Regions from separate parts of the Mus musculus genome. Here regions 1 and 2 are each linked to region 3. Evidence: chromatin contacts called from public HiChIP or PLAC-seq and promoter capture Hi-C data. All regions are on one chromosome and are shown on one strand. Each heading gives the region's core, a stretch centred on a gene start, on an enhancer-like site or on the middle of the called end of the contact. The rest is flanking DNA. Distances are from core to core; before and after follow the strand shown.

Evidence for each region. Promoter capture Hi-C pulls out the DNA fragments that hold promoters and counts their contacts. HiChIP or PLAC-seq counts read pairs in DNA pulled down with a chosen protein or histone mark.
Region 1: a contact with region 3 is called in a promoter capture Hi-C map of liver, with 4 times the contacts expected there. The contact joins the promoter of Tomm20l here to the promoter of 9630002D21Rik in region 3. A contact is called at or near these places in 3 of 39 promoter capture datasets (embryonic stem cells, liver and stem cell-derived epiblast-like cells).
Region 2: an H3K4me3 HiChIP or PLAC-seq map of stem cell-derived neural progenitor cells shows a contact between it and region 3, with 18 read pairs. The contact joins the enhancer-like site here to the promoter of 9630002D21Rik in region 3. A contact is called at or near these places in 1 of 15 datasets of contacts at CTCF or cohesin (the NIH/3T3 cell line), 1 of 484 Hi-C or Micro-C datasets (nephron progenitors), 2 of 115 datasets of contacts at active chromatin or transcription factors (embryonic basal ganglia and stem cell-derived neural progenitor cells) and 1 of 9 other capture datasets (embryonic stem cells).

The regions. Positions count from the first base shown.
Region 1 is chr12:71,110,102-71,112,888 of GRCm38.p6, forward strand. It overlaps Tomm20l (translocase of outer mitochondrial membrane 20-like), which reads left to right and starts at 1,327. Exons shown (of 5, transcript NM_029227.1): 1 at 1,327-1,479; 2 at 1,605-1,648. The coding sequence starts at 1,344. Gm32906 (a long non-coding RNA gene) reads right to left here. Exons shown (of 3, transcript XR_381662.3): 3 at 650-1,592.
Region 2 is chr12:71,278,602-71,281,301 of GRCm38.p6, forward strand. It overlaps a transcript of 2700049A03Rik not described here. Among named protein-coding and RNA genes, the nearest start is that of Dact1, 30 kb to the right of the region's middle. Within about 2 kb of position 1,415, at least 18 of the 459 cell types and tissues checked have an H3K27ac peak or open chromatin away from gene starts, as enhancers often do. A contact at or near this core is called in stem cell-derived neural progenitor cells, where this site is marked.
Region 3 is chr12:71,576,513-71,579,212 of GRCm38.p6, forward strand. 9630002D21Rik (a long non-coding RNA gene) reads left to right here and starts at 1,419. Exons shown (of 3, transcript XR_872814.1): 1 at 1,419-1,634.

The sequences.
Region 1 (2,787 bases), core at 77-2,576, 470 kb before region 3:
GGTGAGGAAATGTGTGTGTTGTCTCCCCAGGGAAAATGTTGTCACACAACAGTCCCAGCTACAACAGACCATGACGTTGTCCTGTAATGACAGCCAGTTTTTGTTTTTATAATAAACTTTTGCAAATAGAAGACTTTAGTTATCATAGGAAGAACATGCACTATTCAGGAAAGCAGTGTGTAACTTTCACTACGTCTAAGACCAAGGACAGGGACTTCTTAATCTCACTGGTATTCAGGGCAGATAGGGTGCCTTGCTATGACAATAATGGTAGTTAACAGTGAATTAGTAAGTACAGTTGAATAATGCACAACAAAAACTATTTAAGGACTTTGGAACTGAGGCAGGAGGATGGAGAGTTTCAGGCCACCATGAGCTACATGGACGGTTGAAAATTAAAGCAGACTGGGTGGTGGTGGCGCACGCCTTGAATCCCAGCACTTGGGGAGGCAGAGGCAGGTGGATTTCTGAGTTCCAGGCCAGCCTGGTCTACAGAGTGAGCTCCAGGACAGCCAGGGCTACACAGAGAAACCCTGTCTCAACAAAAACAAGCAAGCAAGCAAACAAACAAAGTAAAGAATTAAAACAGGCCTAGGAGAGATGGCTTGGTGGTTTAGAGCATTTGTTGCTCTTGTAGAGGGCAAGGGTTTACCAGTGTACACATGGTTGTTCACAACTGTCAGTAACTCCAGTTCCAGGGACCAGACACCTTCTTTTGTAGGCATTGAGCATGCCCATCACACATGGATATACACCTACAGGCAAACAGCCATACATGTAAATTACAAACGAATTTAATCCCAGCATCAGTGCTCAGGGAGGCAGAGGCTAGGCCAGCCTGGTTTACAGAGTGAGTTCCAGGACAGCCACTGCTACAGAGAAAACCTGTCTCTGAAAAACAACGACGAAAACAACAAGGTTTAGCTTTGTAATGCCTTTATGATCTTTGAGACAAAATCTGTGTATTCTTTTGTTGTGTTTGCTGAATAAAACAAACATAAAGGGAAAAGCACCGGCAAAATGATTTTGTTTGCTTTTCTTCTATATTATTACTTCCGATTCCTTTCCCTCTCCTGAGTTATGGTGGGTGGAGAACTTGGATTGTGAGTGTTCTGGGGACCTACAGGAGGAGGCTGGCCAGCCTGACCAGGGCTAAGTTGAGATAACGTGGGGCCAATTGAAGTGCAAGGGAAATCCAGGCGACCCAAGGACACTGCATGCCCTGGCCACAGGAAATGGTCTTGTCAGGCTGGAGAAGGCTCAGAATTCCCGAGTCCTGGGTTCGGGACCCGGGGTTTGCTCACGTGTGGCTGGCCCGTGCCCAACGCTCGCAGGGCAACCCAATGCCCAGCGTCCGTCTTGGCGTCGGTCTCCTGGCGGGCTTGGCAGCGGGCGGCGCGGTCGTCCTACTCAGCTACTGCGTCTACCTGGACTGGAGGCGGCACCGAGACCCCGCATTCCGCCGCCGCCTGCAGGACAGTGAGTGCCAGTGCGGTCGGCGGGAGGGAGGGCGGCCAAGCCCGGGCTGGTTCCCAAACCGGTGCCCCGGTCACCCGTGTCCATGCTACCTGGCTTTCCCAGCCAGCTCGTGCCTGTGTTTGCAGAGAGAAGAGCTGGACAGCCCAAGGCCCAGGCGCCCGCCAGGCAGGTGAGGTGCAGCAGACCCGCCAAGGAACCTTCTAGAAGCCCAGGGAGAAGAGGCCTGCCAGTGTGGCACACCTGCTTTATAAAGTTTTAACCTTCTAATTATAAAGGGGAAGGAAAGAAAGGAAAAGTGGGTCTGGTAAGGACACATTATGAAGATCTGGTGGGATGGCTCAGCGGCCAAGAGGGTTGGCTGCTCTTTCAGAGGACTCAGGTTTGATTGCCAGCACCCACAGGGTAGCTCACAACCATCTGTAACTCCAATCCCAAGGGATCTGTCACCCTCTTCTGTCCTCCAGGAAGCGACAGAGATGCACATGGTTGCAGACATACATGCTGGCAAAACACCCATACACATTTAAAAAAAAAGTTTTTCTTATTGTTTATGTTTTGTTTTTAAGTATAAACAGGGCTTGATACTCAGTGTGCAGAATCATCGCTTGGGAGGCTGAGACAGGAGGGAGTTCAAGGTTAGCCTGGGCCAAAGAGAACACTGTTAGAGAGAGAAAGGCATCTGTAAATTACATGTGGTAGGGACGGGCACTCTTTTTTTTTTTTTTAACTTAGAAGAAAGAAGAGAAACTTGGTCCTTCTCATATCCTCACAGGATGCCTAGGCCCCCCAGGCCAACATAGATTATGATTGACTAGTTGGGTTTTGATGGTGATTATTATTTTTTAGACAGAGGAGGAAGATGGCCCATATGTGATGGTCAGAGGACAACTTGTGAGGTCCAGTCACTTCTGTCGCTGGTCCCATGTGTCTAACTCAGGGGGTCAGGTTTGCTGGAAAGTGCTTTTTAACCTGATGAATTAATACTGTCTGTATTAGTCACTTTTAAAAACTGCCTCTTATTCTAGTGTGTATGGATGTTTTCCCAGCCATATGTGGCTATCAATGGTAGCATTTAGGGGTCAGAAGAGAGCATCTGATCGCCTGGGACTGGAGCTAAGAAAGTTGTGAGCTGCGGTACAGATGCCGGGAATTGAACCTTGGTCCTCAGGAAGAGCAACCAGTGTTCCTGACTACCAAGCCACCCTCTTCAGCCCTCTCCCTTATTAGTTATTTTTAAAGAGGATTCGGTCATCTTGGCTATTGGTCCAGCTTTTGTTAACTCACATGAGCCTAAAAGCGCATGAGAAC
Region 2 (2,700 bases), core at 165-2,664, 300 kb before region 3:
TTTTGTTCTTAAAGAAACCTAGCCAGGCGAGGCTGGACATGGCTGGGCAGGGTGGGTGGTATTCACCTTCAATTCTGGCACTAGAGAGGCAGAGGCAGGAAGACTTTGAACTTAGTGTGAGTGATTCCAATGTTGTGTATTATAAAAAGGTAAGGGGGAGAAATATGTTTGGTGGATGTGTGGCAAGGTATGGGGGAAGGGGGTGCCTCCAAGGGCCCATGCTGAGGCATCCCTTCTCCCTGAGGAACCAGCCACACAATGTTGTAGTATAGAATAGAGTTTATTCAGGACATGGGGAGGGAGTTGAGAGGGTAGTAGAGACAGAGAAAGGGGGGCAGGGAAGAGGGAGGGCAGAAGAGGCCAGTCATAAGCACATGGAGAGAGGGGGAGGGAATATGGAGGGAAGGGGGAAGGGATGAGAAGACAGAGAGGGAGCAGGAAGACAGCAAGAAAGAGAGGAGAGGCAAGCAGCCCCTTTTATAGTGAGTCAGACAGACCTGGCTATTGTCAGGTAACTGTGGGGCAGAGCTTAGACAAAATACTGACATCCAGGCCAGCCAAGGCTACATAATGAGACCATGTTTCAAAAACAGGAGGAAAAGAACAAGAAAAAAGTGGCGACTCTTGAAGAAAGCTACAGATGATATAGCATAGGAAAAAAATTATCTCTGGGGTGAAATTTATTAATTCTGATCCCAAGGCTGCCAAATACGAGAGATGTATAGGAAATGTGGGGGTTAATTTAAACGGCATCTTCCAGGTTTCCAATATCTGGAAAAAAAAGAGCCTCATTTCTCCAGGACAGGAAGCCTGGCTTGATATGTGTGTGTGGGTGTGTTGGTGTACAGTTCTCTCCTTCCACCACGTAGATCCTGAGAATCAAACTCAGCTCATCTGACTTGGCAGCAAACACATTTACCCATTGAACCATCTTACCCACCTGGGCTTGCCTTTGTGACAAAGGACAACGTTCCCTTTACCGTGTTCCGGGTGCTATCCATATCCAGACATACTGTTGAGCCCACTCACTTGTCATCTGTGTCCTTCTGGCCCATGCACACAGGCAAGGTGCCAGCCCAGAGGGAGGAAGTCACAGCTGTAGCTGAGCAGACCTTCTTAGCACGTGCCTGGCACTGCCCAGAGTCATCCCTGTGCCTTATTTCTTGTCATTCCCACAGCAACCCTCTTGGGCAGGGGTTATCATTATCCCGGAGGAAGTTGGGAGTCCCAGAGACTAATACGAAGAGGTAGGATTGCTGTGTTCCTTCCCCGAAGAGGTAGGATTGCTGTGTTCCTTCCCCTCGGATCCAGTTCAATTACCACAAAACCACCTCGGCAGCCAGACACTAGTAATAGCTAACTGTCTAGCAAAGGCTGCATTGTCTTTGGAGCCTTAAACACAACCCTTTTAATTGGAATTGCTTCCTAATTCAGCTTCATATATCTTCCTTCCCCTCACACAAAAGAATCCATTGTGTGGTCTCAGGAACAAGCGGGATGCTCCTTTGATATCCTTTGCATGTAAATGTAGGGAACGAGGCTCATTTGATTCATTATATCCTTTATTGATGCGCCTGCAGCATTTTATTGGAGGTTTTTTTTTTTTTTTTTTTTTGGTTTTTTTTTTTTTTTTTTTTGTGACCAGAATTCCTAACAAAGACGGGAGCCAGCTTTTAGGCAGGCAGCTCAGTGAGGGAGGATTTACCACATCAGACTCAAAAGGGACGCACCCTAGTCACTATTGTAGTCTCTGGCTTTTCAAAGGGCTGGATGTTCTAGTAGCTGGCACTCCACTGTCACTGAGATGAGTGCAAGGTAGCCCTCATGTATTGAGTGGGAGTTTGTTACAGCTGCCAGGAAAGCAATCTGGCTGATACCTTGTCTCTGGGAAGAATGTGCTGGGTGACCAGGATTTTAAAAAGTTTTGTGTATTGACTCCATAGGGATCTGATATCCAACCTCTCTACCTGCAGTAATGGGCTTCTAGGGCTATAGACCGATTAATTAGACCCAATATTCTTCACTATACAGATGTGCCGAGTTTATGGTAGGGTTTTAGTCTGATTAACTAATCTTGAATTATAACACGGTAACGTTCGTAACCTGCAAAAGAAAAAAAAACCGTCATAGGTATTCACAGATCACACTGTCATCCTCTTTCCTGGTTGTATAGCTGACTGTGCTCTATGGTGACTAAGCAAGGACTGTATGAATCTTGGTAGCTTCCGGAGGGATGGGGCAGAATTCAAAACTCAAAATCGGTAGCAGGGCTTCTATTAAATGTACAATGCTTTTGCACCATGATAAAGTGAAGCTGTTTGTTTTCAGTTGGAGGACTGTGTGTAACTCTGAATGACATACAGATTAAAAAGGCATGAAGCCATTGAGCTGGAAATGACAGAACACTCTGTAGCTGGGAATCTAGCTCTGACACTGCTTGCTGGGCAGTGTCTTCTTCAGTAGCAGCTTATTTCTCCCAGGTGTAGCTCCGTTTTTAATAACTGGAGGCTCTCCAACCTTTTCTGTGATAAGTAGTTACGGCCAATGACAGCTAAGCACTGGGTATGGTACCATAGTTCTGTGTTTGCTCGTCACAGGAACTGAAGAAATCAACATTGATTCTCTAAGTTTAGAGGTGATGGGCACAGAGTGTTTAAGAGTTTTGCGTGGTGATGCAGATAGGATGGCAAGAACTTTATC
Region 3 (2,700 bases), core at 169-2,668:
CCTTTTCCGTGACTGTATCTGATATGCATTGACTTCAGTTTACTTATTGTCTTAGCTTGATGAATCCACTCGTGGCCTATACTCTTTCCCTAACAAGGTTCCCTCTGTCTTCCTCGGCCATGTCTCTCTTGGTTTGCATCTTGTGTCATCTGCCTGTAGTATTGCAGACTCTTCCAGCTAAAGTGGTCTATTTTGGGTTAAGCAGTATCTCCCAAAAGACAGATCGATGTCCTGGTCCTGCAACCTGTGAATGTGACCTTCCTTGGTAATTGTGTCTTAGCAGATGTTATCCAGTTAAAACAAGGATATTAGGTTGGGTGCTAATCAGTATGACTGATGGCCTCAGAAGAAAAGGAAGACAAGAGACCAGAGGGCTGTGGGACAACAGAGGCAGAAGGTGGGGCAGTGCAGCCTCAAGCTAAGGAGCATGCCAAGGATTGCTGATAAATGGCAGAAGCTAGAAAAGGAGGGATCGACCACATCAGATTTCAGAGGGAGCTGGGCCCTGACAGCAGAGTGATTTAAGACATGTCATCTCCAAGATGATGACATACAACCCTTGTGCTGGTTTATTCCACTTGTACTTTGTCACAGCAACGGTAGGAAATTAAGATGGGGGTGGGGTGGGGTGAGGTGGGGGTGGGGGTCGGGTAGGTGGAGAGTGTCTGGAGAGATAGTTCAGTGGTTAAAAGCACTCCTTGATTGTCGCGGGCCGTCCAGCGGCTCGCGAGGAACTGGTATGGCTGAGATGGCAGACTCGAGCTGAAAGAAAAGGAACTAGACTGACGGGAGAAAGAACGGAGCTAAGACAACCGGTTTCTAATCAAAGCTCAATTTTACTATTCAGTGCACTGGGTTATGAAGAAGGGGGAAGGGGCTCATTCCTGCCAAACAATCCTGGAGTCCAGTTGCAGGTGACCACGTGCTTGGCTCCGGAGCAGCTAGGCGGCAGGTAGCAGGTAGCAGCAGTGGGAGTGGCAGAACGATGGGGCGGGGCGGCAGGCTCCACCCCACGCTCCCTTCCTGCTAATAGTGAAACCTGAGCTAACAGGTTTCAGGCCGAGGGTGGGGAGGTTACACTTGATCTTGCAGAACCTTTGATACCCAGCCCTCACATGGGATGCTCCTAACTGTAATGTCAGTTCTAGGGGTTCTGACGCCCTCTTCTGGTCTCTGCTAACTCCAGCATACTCATGGTATCCACTCACACAAACACAAACTTCTTGCCCATTCTCCACAAAGGGCACCTTCCTCATCTCATGGGTTAAATGTAGTTTCATTCAGACTCATAAGCCCGAAATTTCTTTTAGTAGAAATAGAGAAATCCAGGATAGGCAGAGCTACACAGAGAAACCCTGCCACCCACCCCCCCCCCCAAACAAAACAAAACAAATAAAACCAAAGAAACAAAACGAAATAGAATAGGCACGGGTGCTGCGTGATGCTGCCCACAGGAGCCGCAGTTTTAAGTTACAGTGACTCACAGGAAGGTTTATGTTGTACAGAATTCTGTCCTTGGTGATGGGCTGCCATTGCCTATGCCTGGACTGTTCTGCCCGTGGATCTGCCTGGCGTGGGGTACTTCCAGATGCCGCCCGTGATGATGATTCCTGGGAATTTGGCAATAACAAAAGGTCAGTATGTTCTCAGGAAAGCTTCTTATGGAACATTCTAGCATGGGGGGATGTTTAGCCTGGTGACTCTGCAGTGGAGTTTCAATAATGAATTCAGTAAGAAGCGTGTCCCCGGGCAGCTCTGTCCCCGGTGGGACTGTCTGATGAAGTGGGCTCTGTTAACCGCTCTGGGGGCTTCATAGGCTTTGATTACTGCTCACGAGGTTTGCATTTCTTCAAGGAGCTTAATGAGGTTTTTCTAGGGGGCAAAAATCATAAATTTCCATGTTTTAGTAGCTCGCTTGGTAGAAGCATAAATTGTACATCTCTCTCACAGCCCATAGGAGAGGATGCCTCACTTGCTTCTTCTGTGAGGTAGTAAGACAAATGTCATCTGGTCCATCACGTCTGAAGAAATATAGAGAAGAGCATGGTTACCATAAACATTAATTATCTTTTAAAGGGACATACTCAGTTTAAACAAAAATATCAGGTTTGCAAAATGTGTAATGTGTCTTTTGCAGCAGTAGGAGCCAATGCCCAATGTCAACTGAATGTTTTTATAGCCTTAAAATATCTGCATTCATTTTCTTTTATATGGTCATAATTATAGAGCAAAACAAATCATTTCTAGTAAATTCCAACTTATTTAAGTGATCTTCTTCTCCCACCAATCTTCTTTGATTGATTTATTTATTTCCTATTCTTTTGTTTAAAAGTACTTCTATATCTTAAATGATTCTAACCAAATTCATAGTTGATAGCCAAATGTTTTTAATAACTCTCCCCCATAGTTTAATGGCAAACACATCAACGTATGCTCGACTGCCTGTCAGCTCACTAATAGTGGCATCCGTTCCTCTGAGGAGCCCGGGAATGTATATATAAAAAATGCAATCAGAGGCATTCTAAATGAAATAGCAAATTTAGCTGATGGAATGTGTGGCATACTAATGAGCCTCTGCCAGGCCCGCTGTGCGCTTGTGCGTGACAGGCTGAGAGTGATGACCTTGTTCCAGACTTAAGCAGAGAGTCACTGCAGCTGGCGACAAATAGATGCCTCTGATTACACTCCAGCCACCCCGCC